Regions from separate parts of the Mus musculus genome. Here all the other regions are linked to region 3. The links are chromatin contacts, called in public HiCAR-type and promoter capture Hi-C maps. All regions are on one chromosome and are shown on one strand. The core of a region is the stretch at or near the end of the contact, and the rest is flanking DNA. Distances in the headings are between cores, read along the strand shown. Region 1 overlaps Cacna2d3 (calcium channel, voltage-dependent, alpha2/delta subunit 3). Region 2 overlaps Cacna2d3 (calcium channel, voltage-dependent, alpha2/delta subunit 3). Region 3 holds the start of Cacna2d3 (calcium channel, voltage-dependent, alpha2/delta subunit 3).

Region 1 (2,700 bases), core at 105-2,604, 450 kb before region 3:
AAGGGAAACAAATGGCAGAGGTCATCAGATTTTTTTTGAGATTTCAAATGACAGAACAAGCAGCTCTGGTTTTCTGGTTCTCCCTTAGGACAAGAGGAAGTACTGGCAGGGAGGGATGGCCAATTGGTGGCATTAGGCCATTGTGGACTTTTTGAATATGCACACTCTCTTCCCTGGCCACTCTTTGTGGGTTTTTCCCAGGAAGTGCTACAGAAGGTCACTTCTGAGTCTTCAGTTGGCCCCTGGGATGAAATCTTCTTGCTATGTAGGAACCATTGCTGGGTAGCTAGCTGTTGTTCATGAAAGAGTGAAGGCAACTTTCTGTTCCCTGATTATTTTGAGTGATTGTGGTGATAACTGGGCTATCTTAAGGCAACTCCAAAGAATGGAAAGACTATATGTCCACAGACACAGAGGCCAATACAAACTGGAGACAAGAAAGACAAGCTGCTTTGGCTGATGCCATCAACCACAAAAAACAACAGATACACGAAGAAGAGGATGGTGGTGATGTGGCCATCATCCTAGATATAGAAGCATGCCCTCACTCCCACATCGCACTCCATCCTTGGGGGGTTGGTTCCAGGGCTGGTGTGCACATGTCGAGGAAAGGGCTCAGCCTTCGCACCTTATGCATCTCACAAATATGTCAGCTGGTATGAGTTATCCAACAGTGACCACATTTTGGGGAGAAATCATCCATTGATTTATCACAGGGGGCATAAATCATAAATGCATTTAGTTGTCTTCATCGCCTCTCTTGTCATCCTGCCCCTCTGAAGTGAAATTAAGAGGCAGATGTCTTATCTGGGATCAATTCCAGATCCTGTTTGTGTTTAAAAAGGAAAGCCAGGAAAGGGTTTCATACAAACCTTCCATCACAGGTTGATCAAAGTCTTGCTGCCTTGAAGGCCAAGTCCTGTAGTAGCAGATAGCTTTGAAAGGTCCAGATATGCATGAGGTGGATACTGTGGTTCAAACAGTCCCCTCACATCCCAAATGAGACTGAAGATTCTAACAATTTCCACACTGTCTCTAAAACAAGCTACTCTCCCCCTCCCCACCCCCACCAACCCCCCTCCCACACACATACCCTGTGGCTTCCAGCCTCTGAGGCCCACAGAGATTCCTACACACAGGGGAGGTCCCAAATGCCATCTAAGAACAAAGACTGCCTAGCTGAAAATTTTAAAATGTAGGCTAGACCACAACAAGAACAGAGAAGGATCCTTCCAGAAAGTTCTCAAGAGCTCATCTTAAACACTTGTACTTTCTCCACCCTCAAATTCCATGGAGGTTTCTGGAAATCCTGCCTTGTTTCCCTTGTTTTCTTTCAAGACTCTTGCCTGTTTCTCCTTCCTGCTTTCAAGTACAGAAAGATCCTGCCTGTGCTGTTGATGGTCCTCACAACAGAGAGGAGCAGGGTGCTAGCAAGGCTGTTTTGAGGGTTGAAAGTCAGACAGACTGAGCAGCTGGTTTAAGATCGCAGAGTTGAGGGTGAAGTTGAACTCCAAGCTCAGCTTTTCTGTTTTTCAGATGTAAGACTTTCTAACTCTTGGTTACTCTGCTGGGTTTCCTATTTTCAACAATACTAAGAAATCATTACCCTTTCTGGAGTCTTCGGAGTCCAATCATGTATTCTACCAAGCTACTTATTGCCCATGAGGAAGACAACACATATGGTGAAAGTGTGTGGTACAAAGAGAAGGGGTGATCAGGAGGGGCTTCGTGTTGAAGGTGTAGATGGATGTATATTTGAATATGCATATTAAAGCACAGAGTTCAGAACAATGACTTATAAAACACCGAGGCAAGCTGTACAGCCACTCCCCTATAGTGGCAGCTCTTCTCTGCCACTCAATCTTGTGGACACAGACGGAGTATCATCAAGTGTTCTGTCTACAAGAGGCACACTCATAGACTTCTACCCCATCCCATTTTCCTCATGTGTCTGCTAGCCAAATGTTCAATGTTTCATGATTTTTCTCCTTATTTTCAGGGGAACCCAAACTTTATAAGAAAAGCTCCTAAAGGGTTGTTTCCTACATTGCGAGGAAAAGAAAGAAGCGCTGCTGAGGATGGAATAGGGTAATTACTCTATGCAGAGGAAACAGATTTTGGTAAGTACTGCTTGGCTCATGCACACATCCTCCCCTTTGGAGTCCTGATCTGGAACAGTCCTCCTTTGAAATTATAAAACCATCACATTTTATCCTGCCCCACTGAGGTACAAAATAAATCATGGGAAAGCAAAACTGGAGCGATCCAAATCTTAAAAGCCTCAGAATTTCTGCGGGTTGTGAGGGTCAAAATCATAGAAAGAAGAGTTGAAAGCCCCTAGATCTAGACTTCTGAAGCTGCAGGCTCCAGATGCTCACTCCCGGCTTGGTCCACCTTCCCCAAAGCAGAGGACACTTGGGAAATCTGCTCCAGAGCTCTGCCTGGCCCCCAGGAAGCTTCCTGGCCATTTAATCCACCCCTCCACGTCTTGTATTCAGTTCAAATTCCAGCACCAATTTCCACATGGGCCTCTGTGCTTTCCAACAAGGCTCTTCAGGCCACAGAATTCATGCCTGATAGTTAACATACAGCTCATGCAAGTCCCCCAAAGAGGCCCCTTAGTCACCACCCACAGCTGTTTGCTTTCTGAGAGAGGAATCCCTGAGGAACAAGGAGACTAGAACAAAATATTTTTACTTT
Region 2 (2,732 bases), core at 37-2,536, 490 kb before region 3:
TAGATTTTAAAAATAATAATTAAAAAAAAACCCAACTCTTTAGAAAATAACAGAACAAAAATAAGATACCAGTAGGGTGCCCCTCTACCCCATTAGAGGAGGAGCTTGAATCTCTTGACCTGGGTTGAAATGAGGGAGAATTGGGGTCCCAAGTCCTCAAGCCCTTCCCCCTCCATTTCCCCAGGCTCCTGCCCAGTCTTCTCCTCCTCTCTGGTTTCATTCCACCTGCAATGTCTCCCAAACATTCCTTTCTCAGATGGGCCAGCATGGGACTCAAAGAAGGAAGAGTGTTTAAAGTGGCAGCAGATGCCACCAGCTACAAGTTCCTTCCATTGCTGCTGTATTTACACCCTTGAGTTTGGTCCTGCCCAAGTGCCTTTGTCTTCTGTCATCTGAAGTATTTCAGGCAGGTTCAAGTCTTCTGGGTTTCCAGTGACTCAGACTGTCAGCACTCCATAAGCATAGAACAACCTAGTAATTATGCCCTCTTGCCTACAAGCCATTATGGTTTCAACAGTCTTCTGTGTCAGTTAAGACCCCTGCTGAGCTGCCTATATTTGCATGGTCACTGGCAATTTGTACACATTTTTACCCACATTCACAAATATCCTCTTACTCTAGACATGGACATCCTTGAGAGACAACACACACACACACACACACACACACACACACACACATACACACGGTAGGAGAAAATTATATCTGAAGGCCACTGACCATGCATCAATGTATAAAACACTTCACAAAAGATGAAAAGAGTCAGGCCAATGTTATTCTTTCCGTGTTGTTCACATTTCCCCCAGTCACGTTCCATCTCCTTCCGCAAATGTTCTCGTCATGTTTTATTCTGACTATGCGAATTCTGCTTACTTGAACATTCTCTCCTCTTCAAAGACGATTGCAGGCAGGAGGCATTCCATTTTAATCCTTCACTTTGCCCTCCCGAATGTCAAGCATTTGTGTGCAGTGTCTTCAAAATCAATAGGGACCCAAGACATATCGCAATGAATATCAGATTGTTCCGAGCAGAATATTAAGCATGCTTTATGTTTTTCTAAGGCGGGTTTTAAAAACAGGACTGGCAACAAAAGCAAGTTGAAAGTTTATGAAAACAGACAACCCTAGCTGTATTGCATTTCCCTTTGTCTGGAAGCCAGCTCTTTTGAAAGAGTTCAAAGCAGAACGGAATTGTGGCTCGTCTTCTAAGCAAACAACACTGTCCCTGCATGTCAGCGAGTCTCCCTGCTGCCTCCCAGCTCCTGATGGCCTACCTCACTCCCTGCAATTTGCCATCCACATTCCCGAGACTCTTCCTCGGTTACAAATCTGCTGTGGATGCCATTGCATTCTATATCCACAGGCAGTTTCCTGGGAAGCAACCGCGAGTAATCGATTTGTCACTAGGATCTGACAATAGCTTGAAAATATTCTTATTTGGACTGTGTGCCGTTGATTACTTTAAATGCAAGTAAGGGGAGAGAGCAAAATGATAGTGACAGAGGGCTCCAGAAAGGGACAGTAAACTTGATTTTCTGTTTGTGCAAAGTGCTGCTATGATAACATGTTGAGTGTAATTTTAAAAAATAATGAATGACAGGCCAACAGGGCTGATCACCATGCCCACTGGCAGAAAGAGGCTCTGGAAAATGAGGAAAAAGAAGAACAACTATCTGGCAAACAGAAAACTGGAATTAACTGCTCCATCTTAAGGATATTTAGAAAAGATGTGCACCACCCCCACACCCCTGCCAACACACACACACACACACACACACACACACACACACACACACTTCCCAGAAATGGCTTTGGCGTTCATTAATGGCTGGTTTGAATGCTGGGAAGGGAACAAGGAAGCCTGGCAGTCTCTTGCCTACAGTCTTTTAGCTCTGGTTCCCTCTTCCTGGAATGCATGAAGAATAAGTTAAGTGTGCACAGGGCTTCACTCCCTTCCAGACCACAACAGTGAGGGGCACCTTGTAGCCAGGATGGAGGAGAAGATCCTGGAAGAGCCAGGAGCATGGGTTACAGTGCTGGGTTCCTTAGTTTCCCACAAGGGCCAGATGCATGTTCCTCTCTATACACTGGAATCTCTGGGCTGGGAGGATTAGAAGTTATCATTCCTCAAGAACAAGGGCAACGAAGAATCTTCTTGCTGGACCTGCCATATGAAATACAGATAACTTTGTTTTTGCATATTTGATGGGCGTGTGTGTGTGTGTGTGTGTGTGTGTGTGTGTGTGTGTGTGTGAAGACCTGGGGTTCCTCTGTTGACTTTGAAGAGTATTGAAGTAGTGTCTTTCACTAACTGGAGAGCCAGATGTTTGAAATAGTGTGGCTAGCCAGTTTGCTTTATGAATTCCATACCCCAGCCTCCATGTACTGGGACTGCAGACAGGCTCTCACACACATCTGCCTTTTCTGTGGGTTTTGTAGATCTGTGCTCTGGTTCTCACCCTTGCACAGCAAGCAGTTTCTCCTCAACCCTAGAAAGTAGAATTCTTATTGCTCTGGGAGTCTTGGTGGAAGTCACAGATGATTTCAAGACATCAACACCCCCCCCCCCATGCAGCACCTAGTCACTTGTTAAGGTCATTATTACTCGCAGGTCTGGCTTCACTAGGCAAAGCCCAGGCCAGGTGAAGAGATGAGAAAGGAGTGAGTCATTAATCAGGCTGCACCCTCACACTGTGTGACAGAAATTATGGTGAGACAAAGAAGAAAACACT
Region 3 (2,700 bases), core at 95-2,594:
CTGCCCCTTGGAAGAAGTTAGCATCTTTTGGCCAGGGAAGCATCTGCTCTCGCACTGAGACAGCAATACCAACAACTGCGAGAAGAGCCATGCAAACACACTGTTTCCGAGCCCCAGCCAGGACAGTGCGAGTGAGTATCCTGCTTTTCTTTGTGTTTGGAATCAAGTGTCATCTAAAAATAACCGGTTGGTAGGGAGAAGTCACTGCACAGTACAATGCCAAGAACGGGAGATCAGAGACTACTCTGATAACTGATGCAGCTCTGGGCTCACGTTTGTTTGGAAAAACTAAATCTGCCTCCATTTTCTGTGCTAGAAAAATCATCGCTGTCTGTCACCACAGAAACCTTACCTTTTGCAGAAGCTGGGAGCCCGAGTACTTGGCAGCGATGGATTTTATCTCCCCACCAAAAGCGGAGGCCCACAGCTTCACTCTATGGGGAGAAAAGAGCAGAGGGAAGAAATGTAATACCAGTGTCACCGTCACACACGCGCACACACCGGGCTGTGGCTGAAAGAGCAGGGCGATAGAACATTAAAGGAAAAAGGAAAGAAAGATTAAAAAAAAAAAAAAAAAAAAAAACTCTCTCTTACAAACTACCCGCACCAAGATGTAGAGCGCAGCGCGGGATGGGGTCCGGGGTCACCGGAGTTCAGAAGGTGTAAAGCCTGGCTCTCTAAGAAGACCACGGGCTTTCATAGAAACAATTGCCTGGTTACTTAAACACCTAAAATGAGCATCACCTGGCAAATACTACTCTGAAGAAATCCACCCATCCCCACCCCCACCCCACTTCCCGGAAAAGTAGGATGGCAAGGTAGCAGAAAAGGGGACCATTAAACAGCCCGTGGAAGTTGCAGTCTGTAAACAGGCTCTAAACTTGGCGCTGTCACTTGAGGTGAACCTCTCCAGGTCTTACTCCCCAGCCCCAGGGAAAGGGCGAGAAGGTTCCACCCTAGTCTCCCGCCACTGGGTGCTGATGCTGAGAGGCAGGTGCAAGAGGCGAGGCCCGCACCCGCCGTGGGTCCTGCCCAGCCGCACCTGCAGGCGCCCAAACTTGGGCGCCCCGGGTCTCTCTCGGGCGCTAGCCGCCCCTCCCGGGGAGTCCCAACACCAGGCACTTACACGGAGAGCGGGATCTGCTGCTCGGAGCGCACCACGTCCCCCAGAGCGGCGTAGAGAAGCGCGGTGGCTAGGAGCGCCGAGGCCCCCCGGGACGCGCAGCACAGCGAGCCCGGCCCGGCCATCCTGGCGGCGGCGGCGGCGGCGGCGACTGGAGCGGCCGCGGAGAGCTGCGCCGGGCGGGCGGTGGGCGAGCGCGCTGGGCTGCCTGCTCCGCCGCGCGCCGCCCCTCCTGCCTCTCGCGCGCCCGGCTCACTTGGGGAGCAGGGGGGGGGGGGAAGCAGCGGGGTACGGGGGGAGGGGAGGGGAGGGCGGAGAGGAGGCGGGAGGGAGCACTGGGGAGTAGGCAGGCGCGGGAGGAGGGAGCGAGACGCGCCTCTTGCCGCGGCAGCTGCCCAGCCCCGCCTCGGCGGCCCCGGGGAGTCCGGCGAGCCGCGGCGGGAGGGCGGGAGGCGCCTCGCGGGCGGAGACTCGCAAACTCAAGTGTCCTTGGCCGCCACGGCTCGTGCCTCGCCCGGTCCGGCCCACTGCGGCCGCTGAGTTCTTTACAACTCCGCAGTCCGCCGCCACGGGCGCGACTCTCGGGTGGCCCCGGGCGGTCCCCAGGCCCTGGCGACCGGAGCGGAATGGGGGTGGGCGGCTCGGGAGCGAGGCCGAGGACCCCGATGCTCCACACTTTGCCAGTAGTTGATCTGGTCAGGAGCCCCGGGGACTGGTCAGGGGCGTTGTGGTGGGGGGCTGCGGAGCCTAGAGGTGGTGCGACCCCCTCCCGATTCCCCTCACGGTTCCTTGGGAAGAGGCAGAAGTCTGGAAGAAGCCAGCGGGCGGCGGCAGCGGCAGTGGACCGGCTCGTATAGCGGCAGAACGGGCTGGGGATGGGACAAGGGGGTCGGGTTCTAGGGAGTGCACCGCGGCGTGGCCGCCCATCGCTGCTCCACCGCCGCGGCGACTGGAGGAAAGCGCGGAGGGTGGCGCTGCAGTCGCGGCGCGGGCACCCGGCGGCCGCACAGCTACCGCTGGCGTTCCGGACCACGGGCCGGGGTGCTTTCAAGCCTACTGAAGCTCGGGGTCCGGGGTCCGCACTGCTACACGGTGCACCCAGGGACCAGGATGCCCGGGCGGGAAAGGAAGCAAACGCAGCGGAAAGTCCAACCTGACCGGCAGACACCCTTAATTCTGCGGGGGGAGGAGGGGGGTTCAGATTGCTCCGAGCACGGAGGTTCCGCACACCAGCCCCCGCCCGGGAAGAGGCAGCTGAGCGCGGGCGAGGCTTCTGAATACCCACAGGGAAAGCCCCAGGATGTCTCTTTTGCCGCGGCCCCACCCTTAGAAAAACCTTGTCCCCCATCCTCGTTCAAGCTCTAGGGTGTGACTAGGAACTTTGTGGAGCCCTCGCGCGGGCTGACGGTAAAGACCCGAGTGAGGCTGAGTCATCCTCGCCTGGCGGAGCAAACTCGGGCGACCTGGGGCAGCCGTGCGCTCCTGACCTCGCCTAGTCTCCGAACGCGCCCCCGCCGCCTCGGTTCTCCTTATGTGCATGTATTTCCGCCTCTGGGATTTACAGGGGTTCTCCCCCC

What was found. Promoter capture Hi-C pulls out the DNA fragments that hold promoters and counts their contacts. HiCAR-type assays count read pairs that join an accessible place to other places.
Region 1: a promoter capture Hi-C map of hippocampal neurons shows a contact between it and region 3, with 6 times the contacts expected there. The contact joins the enhancer-like site here to the promoter of Cacna2d3 in region 3. A contact is called at or near these places in 9 of 39 promoter capture datasets (the HPC-7 cell line, cranial neural crest, embryonic stem cells and 4 more) and 1 of 115 datasets of contacts at active chromatin or transcription factors (embryonic stem cells).
Region 2: a HiCAR-type map of astrocytes shows a contact between it and region 3, with 2.2 times the contacts expected there. The contact joins the enhancer-like site here to the promoter of Cacna2d3 in region 3. A contact is called at or near these places in 6 of 39 promoter capture datasets (the C10 cell line, the HPC-7 cell line, hippocampal neurons and 2 more) and 2 of 115 datasets of contacts at active chromatin or transcription factors (astrocytes and embryonic midbrain).

The regions. Positions count from the first base shown.
Region 1 is chr14:29,275,302-29,278,001 of GRCm38.p6, forward strand. All of the region lies in intron 11 of Cacna2d3 (calcium channel, voltage-dependent, alpha2/delta subunit 3), which reads right to left. Among named protein-coding and RNA genes, the nearest start is that of Lrtm1, 260 kb to the left of the region's middle. Within about 2 kb of position 1,355, at least 11 of the 459 cell types and tissues checked have an H3K27ac peak or open chromatin away from gene starts, as enhancers often do. A contact at or near this core is called in hippocampal neurons, where this site is marked.
Region 2 is chr14:29,228,290-29,231,021 of GRCm38.p6, forward strand. All of the region lies in intron 11 of Cacna2d3 (calcium channel, voltage-dependent, alpha2/delta subunit 3), which reads right to left. Among named protein-coding and RNA genes, the nearest start is that of Lrtm1, 210 kb to the left of the region's middle. Within about 2 kb of position 1,287, at least 24 of the 459 cell types and tissues checked have an H3K27ac peak or open chromatin away from gene starts, as enhancers often do. A contact at or near this core is called in astrocytes, where this site is marked.
Region 3 is chr14:29,720,520-29,723,219 of GRCm38.p6, forward strand. Cacna2d3 (calcium channel, voltage-dependent, alpha2/delta subunit 3) reads right to left here and starts at 1,345. Exons shown (of 38, transcript NM_009785.1): 1 at 1,127-1,345; 2 at 353-434. The coding sequence starts at 1,248.